Linked DNA regions of Ovis aries: region 1 is linked to region 2. The links are chromatin contacts, called in public Hi-C maps. All regions are on one chromosome and are shown on one strand. The core of a region is the stretch at or near the end of the contact, and the rest is flanking DNA. Distances in the headings are between cores, read along the strand shown.

Region 1 (7,509 bases), core at 4,209-6,708, 83 kb after region 2:
ATGCTGTATTGGTGTTTTTCTTTCTGGCTTACTTCACTCTGTATAATCAGCTCGTTTCATCTACCCCATTAGAACTGATTCAAATGTATTCTTTTTAACGGCGGAGTAATACTCCATTGTGTATATGTACCACAGCTTTCTTATCCATTCATCTGCTGATGGACATCTAGGTTGCTTCCATGTCCTGGCTATTATAAGCAGTGCTGCAATGAACATTGAGGTACACGTGTCTCTTTCAATTCTGGTTTCCTCGGTGTGTGTGCCCGGCAGTGGGATTGCTGGGTCCTAAGGCAGTTCTATTTCCAGTTTTTTTAAGGAATCTCCACACTGTTCTCCATAGTGGCTATTCTAGTTTGCATTCCCACCAACAGTGTAAGAGGGTTCCCTTTTCTCCACACCCTCTCCAGCATTTATTGCTTGTACACTTTTGGATCGCAGCCATTCTCACTGGTGTGAAATGGTACCTCATTGTGGTCTTGATTTACATTTCTCTGATAATGAGTGATGTTGAGCATCTTTTCATGTGTTTGTTAGCCATCTGTATGTCTTTGGAGAAATGTCTATTTAGTTCTTTGGCCCATTTTTTTGAGTGGGTTGTTTACCTGTTAGGAGTTCAGAGCATGCCATATTATCCATCTAGTAACTACTACTCTCTTACATCTTGCCAGAGAACAGATTCGATTTTGGTTTGTCTGCACCGTTATGTTCCTGAGCAAAGAAAAATATTGAAAGTTGCCCACAGTTGGCTACTGAGAATCTGGAAAGAAAAAGGGATAGGAAAATCGTTTGAAAGACAGCAATGAGATGTAGTAAAAGGCCACATAACAAACCTTTGTCTTATGGCCAGGGTATAAAGATTTAGCATGAAATGATACTATTTTTTCCTGTTTCCCATCTAGACACGTGATCCTGGGCACAGGGTCTGATTATTTGTGAGATGAGGCATCATGGCTTCAGATATCTGCCTTAGGATCACGAGACTGTTGACGCTGGTGGCCCCCAGGAAGCCACACTTGTATCTGCACTCCCGTTGTAGTCTGCTCCCACGCTGACTCAGGCGGCACATTCTGGTCACTCTGGTTCATGGAACACGTGTACATCTGTGCTTGTCCCCCTGGAACCCTGAGCCAGGATGGAAAAAGTCTGATGATTCTAGTGGGAAAACGAGGTGGAAGGTGCACTGGGATGACCCAGCTCTAACCCCTGAGCACCACAGAAGGGAGTGAAGAGGCCCAGCAGGTCCACATGGAGCAGAACTAGGAGCACCGGTGTTTTAAAGCAACTAACTTTAGGGATAGTTAGTTGTGCACTGGGGTTCTGTGTGCTAGATGTCCTAAAACTGAGAAACTATCTCGTAATTGGTCGGGGTCTTCCTATTAATCTATTTTACTCATTCCCTCAACAGATTAGAATACAGTGGTGAGTGTGGCATAGATACATGTCTTCATGGAGTTCTCTAACAGATGAGCTCAATAAACAGGGAACACAGGGACTTCCCTGGTGGTACAGTGGGTGAGTCTGCCTGCTAAAGCTAATGCAGGGAACACAGGTTCAGTCCCTGGTCTGGGAAGATATATGTGGTGGAGCAATTAAGCCCATGCGCCACAACTACTAAGCCCACGGTCTATAGCCCAGGAGCTGTAGAACCTGTGCTCTGCAGCAAAAGAAGCCCACACAACGAGAAGCCCATGCTCTCCATAACTAGAGCATTGCTGCCCACTTGCAGAAATGAAGACCCAGTGCAACCAACAATAAATTATAAAAAGTAAACAGGGAACGTGGAAGAAGGTTCAGCCAGGAGGCATAGCATGGAACCAAACTGCCTGGTCTTTCTAAGGCTCAGAACTTCATTTTGCCTTAGTTAACTACCCACTCAGAACAGGCTAGCTATACTGCTGTAATGAACAACCCTAAAGCCACATATGATTTAGAACCAGAGACGTTTTTAATCTCACACGTGTCCAACTTGGGGCCAAATAGTTTCTGTTCCACATTATCTGAGTGATGGAGGTTGGAGCTTCAATCATGTCTGGAATGTAGCCCATCTATGGAAGGGGAAAGGAATGTGAAAAATTGCTGTTAAAATTTTCTCACATTTTTCTTTGTCAAAGGATCACACAGGCATGCCTATCTTTAGGGATGGAGAAGTGCAATCCTGCCATATGCCAGAAGGAAAATAAAAAATGTTTTAATCAGTTCTAATGGCTATCAGCAAATGTCCAGGCTTTCTAGGCTTAATACCTACTGTTTAGCCACAAGTCGTGTCTGACTTGGCAACCCCACGGACTGCAGTGCACCAGGCTCCTCTGTCCTCCAGTGTCTCCCAGAGTTTGCTCAAATTCATGTCCATTGAGTTGCTGATGCTATCTAACCAGAGTTGGACACTATCTAAGCAGAGTCCTCTGTTGCCCCCTTTTCCTTTTGCCTTCAATCTTTCCCAGCATCAGAGCCTTTTCCAGTGAGTCGGCTCTTCCCATCAGGTGGTCAGAGTATTGGAGCTTCAGCAACAATCCTTCCAGTGAATATTCAGGATTGATTTCCTTGAGGATTTGATCTCCTTGCTGCCCAAGGGACTCTCGAGTCTTCTCCAGCACCACAGTTTGAAAGCATCAGGTTTTCAGCACTCAGCCTTCTTTATGGTCCAGCTCTTCTGTCAACACATGACTACTGGAAAAAACAAAACTTTGACTATATGGACCTTTATCAGCAAAGGGATACTTTTAAATATGCTGTCTAAGTTTGTCATAACTTTCCTGACAAGGAGCAGGCATCTTTTAATTTCATGGCTGCAATCACCATCCACAGTGATTTTGAAGCCCAAGAAAATAAAATCTGTCACTGCTTCCACTTTTTCCTCTTCTATTCACCATGAAGTAATGGGACCAGATGCCATGATCTCAGTTTTCCGAATCTTGAGTTTTAAGCCAACTTTTCACTCTCCACTTTGACCCCCATCAAGAGATTCTTTAGTTCCTCTTCACTTTCTGTCATTATAGTATCATCTGCATATCTGAGGTTGTTGACATTTCTCCAGGAAATCTTGATTCCAGCTTGTGATCATCCTAATACCTTTGCTGCTAAGTCACTTCAGTCGTGTCCGACTCTGTGCGACCTCATAGACGGCAGCCCACCAGGCTCCCCCGCCCCTGGGATTCTCCAGGCAAGAACACTGGAGTGGGTTGCCATTTCCTTCTCCAACACATGAAAGTGAAAAGTGAAAGTGAAGTCACTCAGTCATATCCGACTCTTAGCGACCCCATGGACTGCAGCCTACCAGGCTCCTCTGTCCAAGGGATATTCCAGGCAAGAGTACTGGAGTAGGGTGCCATTGCCTTCTCTTTAGGGGCTGGATTTTGTGACAGTCCTGGGTATAATCCCTTGAAAAGGTTTTCCTTCTCTTGCCACCTTCACCCTCTAAGCAGCAAACAAACTTGAAGGGTAGGGAAGAAGGGAGAACAATTTACTAAGTTCTTGTAAGGCAATTTACCAGCTACAAATGTACTGCATGTCTTCCTATCTTCCAAACTTCACTTTGGCTAATCTAGTCTGGGAACAGGCATTCATTAGCTTTTTAGTATGGCATATAGTGCTGAGTAATAGGAGAAATTGTGGTGTCACAGAGGAAAAAAAAAAAAAAGGTAGAAGCCAACAAGATTTTAGATCTGGATTGTGACTAAGACCACTAAACCTTTCAAATTTACAATTAGATGGCATTCTATACTGCCCCAAATCTCAGCTTAGGACAGAAGAAAACAAGTAGTTTCTGGTGGGTAGTTGCAATGAACCAAATTGTGTCCTCCCACCACCACCCACCCCCCCCCCCATCCCGCCCAAACTGCAAAACTTTGGGAGATAATATGTTTAAATGAAGGTATCAATGTCCTTGTAAGGGATACAAAAGAGCTTGCTCTCTCCACCACGTGAGGACACAGTAAGAAAGGCACCCTATACAAGCCCCAGGAAAAGAGCTCTCAACTGAAACTGACCATTCTGGTGCCTTCATCTTATGCTTCTAACTGGAAAGAACTGTAAGAAAGTAAATTTGTTTTTTAAGCTACCCAGTCTATGATTTGTTACCATACACTGAGCAGCCCAAGACAGTATTGGTGCAGAAGTTCATCAGTAACTCAGTAAGCATCAAACATCGTAAACAAACCCGACTGTTTTGTCTCTAGGGTATTTTGTTGTTGTTGTTGTTTTAATACTTTTAAATCTCTTTAATACACCTGGAGTTTATTTTGATAAAAGGTGTAAAGAGATGGTCTGACTTGTCCCCTGGGCCTGTCTCACCCACAAATTAACCAACTATTCTGTTCTGCAACCTTAAGTAAAATTCTTCTACCTCAACAATTTGTGATCCTGCTGTCCCTAGTTTTTTACACTTTAGACTTAAGTTGGACTGAAACCTTTAAAATGTACTTTTACCTTAAAATTGCATTAAAATTCTGCTACAGTTCAAATTTAGTATTAAATTGTTCTTCTCAACAAGACTATCACTGAAATGGCTTGATGTAGAACTTCACCTGGAGAAACTGAAGGTGAGAGAGGGTTAGTTTCCCCTGGGTCAGTGGTGTAGCATATGGCCCTAGGATCGCGGAGTGCCAAAGTTGTATCTTTGGGGCTTCCCTGGTGGCTCAGTGGTAGAGAATCTGGCTGCCAATGCAGGAGACACAGGTTCGATCCCTGGGTCAAGAAAATCCTGTGGAGAAGGAAATGGCAACCCATTCCAGTATTCTTGCCTGGGAACTTCCAGGCACAGAGGAGCCTGACTGGGCTTTAGCCCATGGGGTTGCAAAAGAGTCAGGATTTAGCAACTGAACGACATTTTATCTAGAGTCTCAGATTCTGGAAGGTGAATCTGGATTCCTCCTAGTTTAAGTGCCCTTAGACAATTTACGCAACCTTTCAGAGCTTCAGTTTCCTCTTCTCTAAAATGGGTACAATCACCGTATTTATCTTATAGGTTTAGAATGAAATTAAAATAAGTCCATAAAACGCTTAGCGTGTTGCTTGACACAAAGGGCGCAGTTATTACTGCCCAACCTCTCAGAGATCGTCACTAACAGAAGCCAGGCTAAAGATCTGGTGTTCTAATTCCTTGCCTGCGTACGTGCTAAATCGCTTCAGTCTTGTCCGACTCTTTGCGATCCTATGGACCTCTGTCCATGGGATTCTTTAAGCGAGAATACTGGAGCAGGTTGCCATTTCCTTCTCTAGTTCTAATTCCTCGCCTAATGTTTTTTCCCACCTTGTCGCAGGGAACGTGTCGCGGTTCCACGCCTACGAGATTAGCATAATCGTGACCGACAGGTGTACGTCCTCAGAGGCCAAAGGCTGGCCGCCAGAACTGCGCCTGCGCGAGCGTCTCCCCGCCCTACGCGCCGCACGACGTGACGCAACGCGCCTGCGCCCTGGGCCCTGCTCGACCTCTAGGACTTACCCAGGAGGCAACGCTTCTGTGTCAGGTCAACATGGCGGGCCGGCCAGCTGGTAAGTCACGGGCGGCCTGCCTGGCGGGCATCGCTGCGCTGAACCTTTTATACTTGCAGCAACTTGCTCCTCTCCCTGTGCTCGGTCTAAAAGGGCAGGTTTATGGCGGGAGGGAAGGAGGCGGCTCCAGCCCACCTTGGGCCCACCCCCATTCCGTCTCCAGGGCCGGCTGTTGGTGAAGTTGTCCGCGGTGGCCCCCATAGCCCTGGCGCTCCGGATGCTCGAGCTCTGAGCCCTTCTCCTCTCGACCTTAGAAGAAGTTCAAGGGCACCAGGAGATAGTGGCTCTCAACCGAAGTGAACCGAGCGTTTACTGTGAGCCAGGCGCTGTCGTGTGCGTTAGCTAGGTCCGTTCTGTCAGCGCGAGGAGGACAGTGTCAGTTTTCCTTGTAGGCGGTAAAATAACTGAGGCGAAGTGGCCGGAGGAAACAGGATTGGAAGCCTCGCTGAACCTCTCTCGCGCTTCTCAAACGGAATTTAGAGGCAGCTGAGTGAGTGAGGGTTACGGCGAAGCTTCAGTTTAATAACCTTGGCTTATCTGGAACATCCACTTGGTCTTTGGATTTGGAGACATTTGCATCTATTCTAGGTATTGGAACAGATGTGTTTATTATGGAATAGAACGCAGATATTACTGGAATATTTAAACAACGTGAAAAAATACAGTCCTCTCCCCGCTCCTTCCCCACCCCCCCTTTTTTGTCAGTCCCTAACCCGCCTGCCAGTGCAGGAGACGCGGGTTGGAACCCCGGGTGGGGAAAGATCCTGTGGAGTAGGAAATGGCAACCCTCTTCAGTATTGCCTGAAAAATTTCATAGACAGTGGAGGCTGATGGGCTACAGTCCATGGGGTCGCAGAGTCGCAGGCGAGTGAACACACACATACCTCCTAGCTTTTTTAAAAAACGTTGTTCCCTATTTCGGTACCCCCAACAGTTGTGAAGCTATTAGGAAACACCAGATTGCCAGAACAATTCGTTAACCTAAATGACATTGAGCTTTTGGGGAGTGGCGGAGACATTTAAAAATTCATTATTTCCTTAACTAGACAACTACTGAAGACATTGTGCTTCAGTGCTGTGTTTGCAAACTACATAGACCTGGCCTCAGCTCCATCACTGGCTGCCTCTGATCTTGGATGGGATAATTCATGTAATACTTATTGCTCTTTTGCAAGGACTTGCGGGTTGTAAGTAACTCAGGCATGGGAGTAAAACAAATAGAATAGTGCCTGGCACACAGTAAGTGTTCAGTGGATATTAAACATTATTACCATCACTGGTAAATATGTTTTCAAGTAATTCTCTCCTACAAATGTGTCTGTAGATTGTTGACGATTTGTTGTTATTTTAGAAGCAACATTATACACCTGGTGCTTAATTTCCAAAGAGAGTTACCAAAGCTGTGATGTCTAAGAGGTTGAATCAAAAGAGAGTTTGTTTTCCTTCCTTGGTTAGGGACTATCCCTAAGACAAAATTTTAAAAGAAAATTTAAACTTTCCATACCTCCCTCTCTGTACCACATCTCTCCTGTAAACATCAGACACTGTCATGTTGCCTTTAACTCCTACTGGGTAACCCATCAAGCTCAGTTCTGTTTCGGAAAGAGTTTTAACATTACCTGTTTCTCCTCATACGCTTTGAAATATTCATTCCCTCCAAGGAAAGTTAGCTGCTGGGGAAGAGGGAAATGTGCTTTTTTTACTAGTCCATATGGGATCAAAACCCTCCCAGAAATACATACATTTTTAAAGAGAGTAGCCAAGTGAAATAAAAGTAATGTAAAATAAAAGTTTTGGAAGATGGGGGTCATTTAATCTGCTAGTGTATCCTGAAATCTCATCTTTTCATACAACTCCAGCTCCCTTGAAAAGTTATTAAAAGAGTTATTTCCTGTAACCTGTTTCTGAAATTGCAAATGATGGAGTTTCTTTTCCGTCCCCCACTCCTTTAATTCTAACAGCAGCAAGGGGACATGATGGAATGGGATGCTTGACTTTGAAAAGCTGGAGTGGCAGTAC
Region 2 (6,726 bases), core at 629-3,128:
TTAAATAACAAACTCATCTTATCAGAATGTAACACATTACCAGAAACATGCATAATTCCATCAGAAAGTTCAACAGGTCAAAAGATTTCTGCTCCAAACACTGGAAGGAAGTCCCCTACAAAATGACAGTGTTCTAGTCTACTGTGCTTTCTTTAGAGACAATACATATTATATGTATTATATATATATATATATATATATAGATTTAATTTAAACAAGCTATTTTACTGTTATTCTTCTCTTCTTTTTTTCAGATTATTTTTTTAGAGCAGTTTTTCAGGCTCATAGTAAACTTGAGGCAAAGGTACAGATTTCTGACCATTCTCTGCCCTCACGCACGCACAGCTTTCCCCACTATGAATATCCCCCACCAGGGCAGCACATCTGTCACAAATGATGAACACAGTCACCCAAAGTCCACAGGTTACCTCAGAGTTCACTCTGAGGGTGGTGTACATTCTATGGGTTTGCATAGATGTTCAAAGTGTAACGTATCCACCACTGGGCTTCCCAGGTGGTGCTAGTGGTAAAGAACCTGCTTGCCAAGGCAGGAGACGTAAGAGATGCAAGTTCAGTCCCTGGGTTGGGAAGATCCCCTGGAGAAGGGCATGGTAACCCACTCCAGTATTCTTGCCGGGAGAATCCCATGGACTACAGTTGCAAAGAGTTGGGCACAACTGAAGCGACTTAGTGTACATACATCTACCATTAGAGGGTCAGAAGGAATAGTTTCACTACCCTAAAAGCCCTCTGTGCTCTGCTTATTCATCCCTTTATTCCTCCCTGGAAATAAGTTATTTTTCACATCTTCCTTCCTCACAGACCACAATCTCAGTGTGTACATTTTCATAGCCACAGGCCACTTGATGTCATCTCGGTCAGAGCCATCACGACAGGTGGACAGACACCCCCTTGGTTGAGACCCTGACAGAGACAGGAAATCCACCACCTCTGTGGGCAACTTCTTCTGCTCTTTCAGTCTCTTTAGCTTTGGGGAAGTTGTTCCTTATCTCCAGCGGGTAGCTGCCTCCTCCCACCCCAGTCCTAACTCTGCCCTCTACAGTCATACAGGGGAGTGTGAGCCTCCAGGTGAGGCTTTCAGTAACTTGAAGGCAGTGATCACATTCCCTCCCAGCCATCTAGGAATTTCCAGATTTAATATGTCCAGTTCTGCTGACAATAAAAACCCTTTATTCTCTGCATCCGTAAGGAATTTTGCTAAATAAAAAAATGTTTAAAAAACTTTCATGTTTTACTCCTGAGTTAAAACATCAAAGAAAAAAGCAAATCTTGTATTATAGAATTTCATTTATGAATATTAAAATCAGGCCTTTATTATGGTTCAGAAATTGAAGGTAAGAACTAAGGAGGTGGGGTACCACAGCTCATCCCTTCATCCCAGTGACTGCCCAGAAACAGCGATTTCTGACAAAGCCACGCTAGCTATTCCTTGCTCAGGAAGGAAGCGAGACAATCAGGGACTTGTCCTTTTGCAGGCATAATCTCTGAAATCAGGCAGGAAGGGGCCCGGAAGACCCCAGGACCCCTCCCCAGTGCAGACACAGAGGTCACTGCCACCGTCAAATGGATGGACAGCTCTAAACAGCTAAACACCTGGAGTCAGAACCACCAAAGCAGGAAGTCTCCAGTATGGATCTCTAGTGAGTCTGGGGTGGTCTTGTCCCCTGGGACAAACCGAACAAGGTTTAGGAGTGGTTGCCTGAATCTTTAAAGACGACTCTCACACACACTCACACACACACCCCGGCCCAATAAAGCACAGCCCTTGTGAGAAAGCCGCATTTCAGCCCAGCATCGTGGGAGGCCAGAGGGAGCAGGGCTGAGGTCGGTGTCATCCTGAGATCGAGACCACCAGCCGACACTAGGGGGCAGCAAAGCAGCTTCGGGAAGCGCTCCTGTGGGCGGACACAGAAAGCAAGCCCGCCTGAGGGACTGCAACCGGAAGGAAGTCTGCCCACCCGCCCTGAGCGGACAGAACAGCGGGCTTTACTGTGACAGGCTTCTAAATAGTCATCTGACCGAGGCGCCCTTGGAGAGTTCGGTGACCAGCTGATTAGAGCTGTGTTTCTCAGACTTCTGTGACCTGAGTCCCACGGCAGGAAACACAATTTTCATTTTGTTCCCCCTCCCACACACAAACAACCTGCCCCAACACACACAAAACAACTGTCCCCTTGCTGACATTTTCCTACCCTATTTCATTGTCAGAAAAATGCTGGTCATGACTCACTCAGGTGACTTCATAACGGCCTGAAATTTGCTCTCAAGACCAGTGCTTTGCAGTCAGGAACTTCAGGATGACTTGGTCCCCACATGCTGAGGAATCTTAGCTAAACTGTTGTCCATGGAGGTGACCTTGAGTAGAGACTGGGTGGGGGAGGGGGGTCAGGACGGAGGCGGAGGGGCAGCGTGAGGTCACGAGGTGACATGGGTCTCGAAGGCCACCCCAGAGCTCGGCTTTCAGTCTGAGGGACCTGAGAATCCTGGGGGCGTTGCAGCAGAAGGCTGAACTAGTTTCATTTTGTGGAGACTCATTTTGGCGGCTGGAAGAGAACTGCTGTGAGGAGACCGTGGAGGTGAGGACCTGGAGATGTGGGATGTGGGGAGCAGCGGGAACAGGGATGCATCACCCCAGCCATTCACAGACCCCATACCCAGCAATGCTGGCCCTTAGAGGGAGTCCTGAAACGTAACACCCTCATGGGAGGTCAACACCACTTCCTTACGGGCTCAAATTGCTGTCGGCCTGGGGCTTGAGGCCAGAGGCCTGGGTACTGTGGGAGCCTCTATGAAGCCTGGCAGCTGAGGCAACACCAACCACCTCACCCTGGGCAGCCCCTCCATGGTATTGCCCTCAACTTAGAGCCAATTTCAATCTTGGATCTTGACCAGGCTGAGCAAGGCGGCCAATCTGTGGCTGGATAGAACCCAGGACTCTCCCTCCCCTTCATGCTTGTTGCTGTCCTTATCGTGAAGGAGCATGTTCAGTTCAGCTCAGTCACTCAGTCGTATCTGACTCTCTGTGACTCCATGATTGCAGCACACCAGGCTTCCCTGTCCATCACCAACTACCGGAGCTTGCTCAAACTCATGTCCATCGAGTCGGTCATGTCATCCAATCATCTCATTCTCTGCTATCCCCTTTTCCTGCCTTCAGTCTTTCCCAGCATTAGGGTCTTTTCCAATGAGTCACTTCTTCACATCAGGAGGCCAAAATATTGGGGTTTCAGCTTCAGCATCAGTCCTTCCAATGAATATTCAGGACTGATTTCCTTTAGGACTGGAGAAGGAAATGGCAACCAACTCCAATATTTTTGCCTAGAGAATTCCATGGACTGAGGAGCCTGTTGGGCTACAGTCCACAGGGTCACAAAGAGTTGGACACGACTGAGCAACTTCACTTTCCTTTAGGATGGACTGGTTGGATCTCCTTGCAGTCCAAGGGACTCTCAAGAGTCTTCTCCAACACCACAGTTCAAAAGCATCAATTCTTCAGTGCTCAGCTTTCTTTATAGTCCAACTCTCACATACATACATAACTACTGGAAAAACCATAGCTTTGACTAGATAGACCTTTGTTAGCAAAGTAATGTCTATGCTTTTTAACATGCCGTCTAGGTTGGTCTTAGCTTTTCTTCCAAGGAGCAAATGTCTTTTATTTCATGCAGTCACTATCTGCGGTGATTTTGGAGCCCCCCAAAATAAAGTCTCACACTGTTTCCATTGTTTCCCCATCTATTTGCCACCTCTTCTTAATATTTTCTGCTTCTGTTAGGTCCATACTGTTTCTCTCCTTTATTGTGCCCATCTTTGCATGAAATGTTCCCTTGGTATCTGTAATTTTCTTGAAGAGATCTCTAGTCTTTCCCATTCTTTTGTTTTCCTCTATTTCTCTGCATTGATCACTGAGGAAGGCTTTCTTATCTCTCCTTGCTCTTCTGTGGAACTCTGCATTCAAATGGATATAGCTTTCCTTTTCTCCTTTGCCTTTACCCTCTCTTCTTTTCTCAGCTATTTGTGAGGCCTCCTCAGACAACCATTTTGCCTTTTTGCATTTCTTTTTCTCTGGGATGGTTTTGATCACTGCCTCCTATACAGTATCACAAACCTCCATCCACAGTTCTTCAGGCACTCTGTATATCGTATCTAATCCCTTGAATCCTTTTGTCACTTCCACTGTATAATCATAAGGGATTTGATTTAGGTCATGTCTGAATGGTCTAGTGGTTTTCCCTACTTTCTTCAATTTAAGTCTGAATTTGGCAATAAGGACTTCCTGATCTGAGCCACAATCAGCTCCCAGTCTTGTTTTTGCTGACTGTATAGAGTTTCTCCATCTTTGGCTATAAAGAACATAATCAATCTGATTTCAGTGTTTACCATCTGGTGATGGTCATGTAGTCTTCTCTTGGGTTGTTGGTAGAGAGTGTTTGCTATGACCAGCAGGTTCTCACGGGCAGGAGTCAAATCAACTTTGGGCTGCCTGAGGTGCCTCTGCCTGGTGTGAGGCTGGCCACTCATAAATAAAAATGACCTTAACGCAGAACCCGGCATCAGGAAATCCTCGGTGGATACAACAAGAATGTGTCACGGTCTTATTGAAACTGGGGCACAAAAGCGCTCAGCCTGGTGTGTGTGAGCTGCATAGACAAGTCAACCTCGAGCAGAGACTCTTCTATCTGTAGCACAGGTTGCTCCTGGATTCTCAAGATGCCACAGCCTGTGTGCATCCTACAGATGCAGCCCTGCAGCTGCACAAAACACTTGGCCGCGAGAGCTTGGGGCGCGGATAGGTCACTCTCCAGCGGCCAGGAGCTGACTCTCTACCAGTGGAAACAAGCCATGTATACAAGCTACACAACTATGATACAGTCCCACAGGGAGCCAGGAGCCACTGCAGAACTTCAGGAGGTGGTTCCAGTTCCGGTTCAGATGAGTTCCGGTTCCGGTTTGGGGAGGAAGTGAGCGCTGAGCTGGGCCTTAAGGAGGTAGAGAACTCTTTCAGTTGTGCTCCATGGAACATCTGGACTTCCTAAGAAGCCCCGGGGCAGGATGAAGAGGGGGAGAAGGGGGCGGAGGGTCCTGGGTGACACGCCCAGAACGATCCTGCTCAGTTGTTTTGCTGTATATCAGGGTTTGGAGGAAGATATCATTGGAGAAAAAGGATTCAGTTGCTGAAAAAGATTTGTGACTATTGCAGAAGACTGGGGCTTGTCAGTAGGTGTTTCTGAGCAAGGGAGCAGGGAGCAGCAGGACAAAGGGTGGTCAGTCTGGAGGAGGATGGGATGAAGGAGAAGACACTGGAAACAGGAAATGGGAACCTGGCAAGGATGCTGCCCTTGCAATGTGAGGGCTGAGGGTGGGAAACAGAGATGCATGTGGACCAGAGGGAAGGCAGTATGAGAGGCTGTGAGCAACGGTCGGCAGGAAGATGATGGTGGCCTGGGAGTGCTGGGGAAGGTGGAGGAGGCAGGAAAGGCTTCCTCCAGTTGTCCGTTCCCTCCAAACACTCCCTCCTCCTGTAAGGACACTGAGCTGCATGCTGTGTCTACCCTTAAGAAGAAGCCTGGAAGAACTGAAGCATAATTACAAGAAGTTGTGGAGGGGAGAGGGGTGGCAGGGAAGCCAGCAAAGGAGACTGAGACGCAGCAGCAACGGAGGAAGAAAACCTGCAGGGCAGCTGCTATAGGAGGAAGGAAACAGTCTAGAGATGGCAGACGCCACAGAGAAGACGGGAGAGGCGAGGGTGGAGAAGGACGTGCCGACGTGGAGCTGCCCTTGGACAGCGCGATGTGCAGAGGAGCAGAGGCAGACGCTTACTGTCTCAGGTCACAGCAGGGCTGGGACAACTCGGGAGAGGAAGCTAGTGTGGTGAGAGGCAGTTCGGAAGCAGCCGGGCTCCAGGCCTGGGCCCTGGGGACCAGCAGCTCTGACCCAACCCCTGGAGACCCAACCCAAGGACTTGCCAGAGGAGGAAAGGTGACTGCTCACTCCTGTTACAGCCACAGCTTGGAAGCCTTCCTTCCAGGGCCAAGGGATCCAACCTCTTTTCTTCATCAACCAGCCCAATGCTCTCCTTTGGAGGCACAGAAACTCAATTATAATGGGGAGGGGAGGGGGAGAAAGGTGAAGATGAAGACAGTTTCACGTGCACACCTGGGCCATCTGTCCACCTCGATCTGGCCCTGACACCCACAAAGATGTAGTAACCAGAAGAGGTTCTCCCACGTCGACTTCTCCCCATGGGTTCCCATTCTCCGGATGGATGGAGTCCTGTCTCAGTTGGGCCTAGGATGTTTAGGGACCAAAGGCTGTAAGTTCAGCTCCATGGCACAACTGTGGAGCCCACATTGAAGGTCTGTATTTCATTACATCTAGTGACAATTAATGCCAGCTTTTTGAGGGTGTAACACTTACAAAGGAGAAAAGTGCCCACTACATGGGCTTCACCTCTGTTCCCTTGCATCTCCATACTGTGATAGAGTGAAAGTCATCCCAAAGTTAGTGAAAAGAAAACTATAAAGCATCAACCAGCTGTTAAAGAAGGGGTTTCTCTGGTGGCTCAGTGATAAAGAACCCACCTGCCAGTGCAAGAGACACATGTTCAGTTCCTGGGTCAAGAAGATCCCCTGGAGAAGGACATGGTGACCCATTCCAGTATTCTTTCCTGGAGAATCCCATGGACAGAGGAGCCTGGTGGGCTAT

What was found. Hi-C and Micro-C count contacts between places; a contact is called where the count stands out from the background.
Region 1: a Hi-C map of hypothalamus shows a contact between it and region 2, with 3 times the contacts expected there. The contact joins the promoter of LOC101108663 here to the enhancer-like site in region 2. A contact is called at or near these places in 3 of 16 Hi-C or Micro-C datasets (hypothalamus, liver and muscle).

Annotation. Positions count from the first base shown.
Region 1 is chr9:80,890,360-80,897,868 of ARS-UI_Ramb_v3.0, forward strand. It overlaps LOC101108663 (cytochrome b-c1 complex subunit 7), which reads left to right and starts at 5,459. Exons shown (of 4, transcript XM_027973204.3): 1 at 5,459-5,490. The coding sequence starts at 5,472. It overlaps LOC114116394 (a long non-coding RNA gene), which reads right to left and starts at 5,329. Exons shown (of 2, transcript XR_009595007.1): 1 at 5,249-5,329; 2 at 1-2,667.
Region 2 is chr9:80,810,628-80,817,353 of ARS-UI_Ramb_v3.0, forward strand. The region is part of intron 9 of PTDSS1 (phosphatidylserine synthase 1); the gene reads right to left. Among named protein-coding and RNA genes, the nearest start is that of PTDSS1, 55 kb to the right of the region's middle. Within about 2 kb of position 1,879, at least 30 of the 54 cell types and tissues checked have an H3K27ac peak or open chromatin away from gene starts, as enhancers often do. A contact at or near this core is called in hypothalamus and liver, where this site is marked.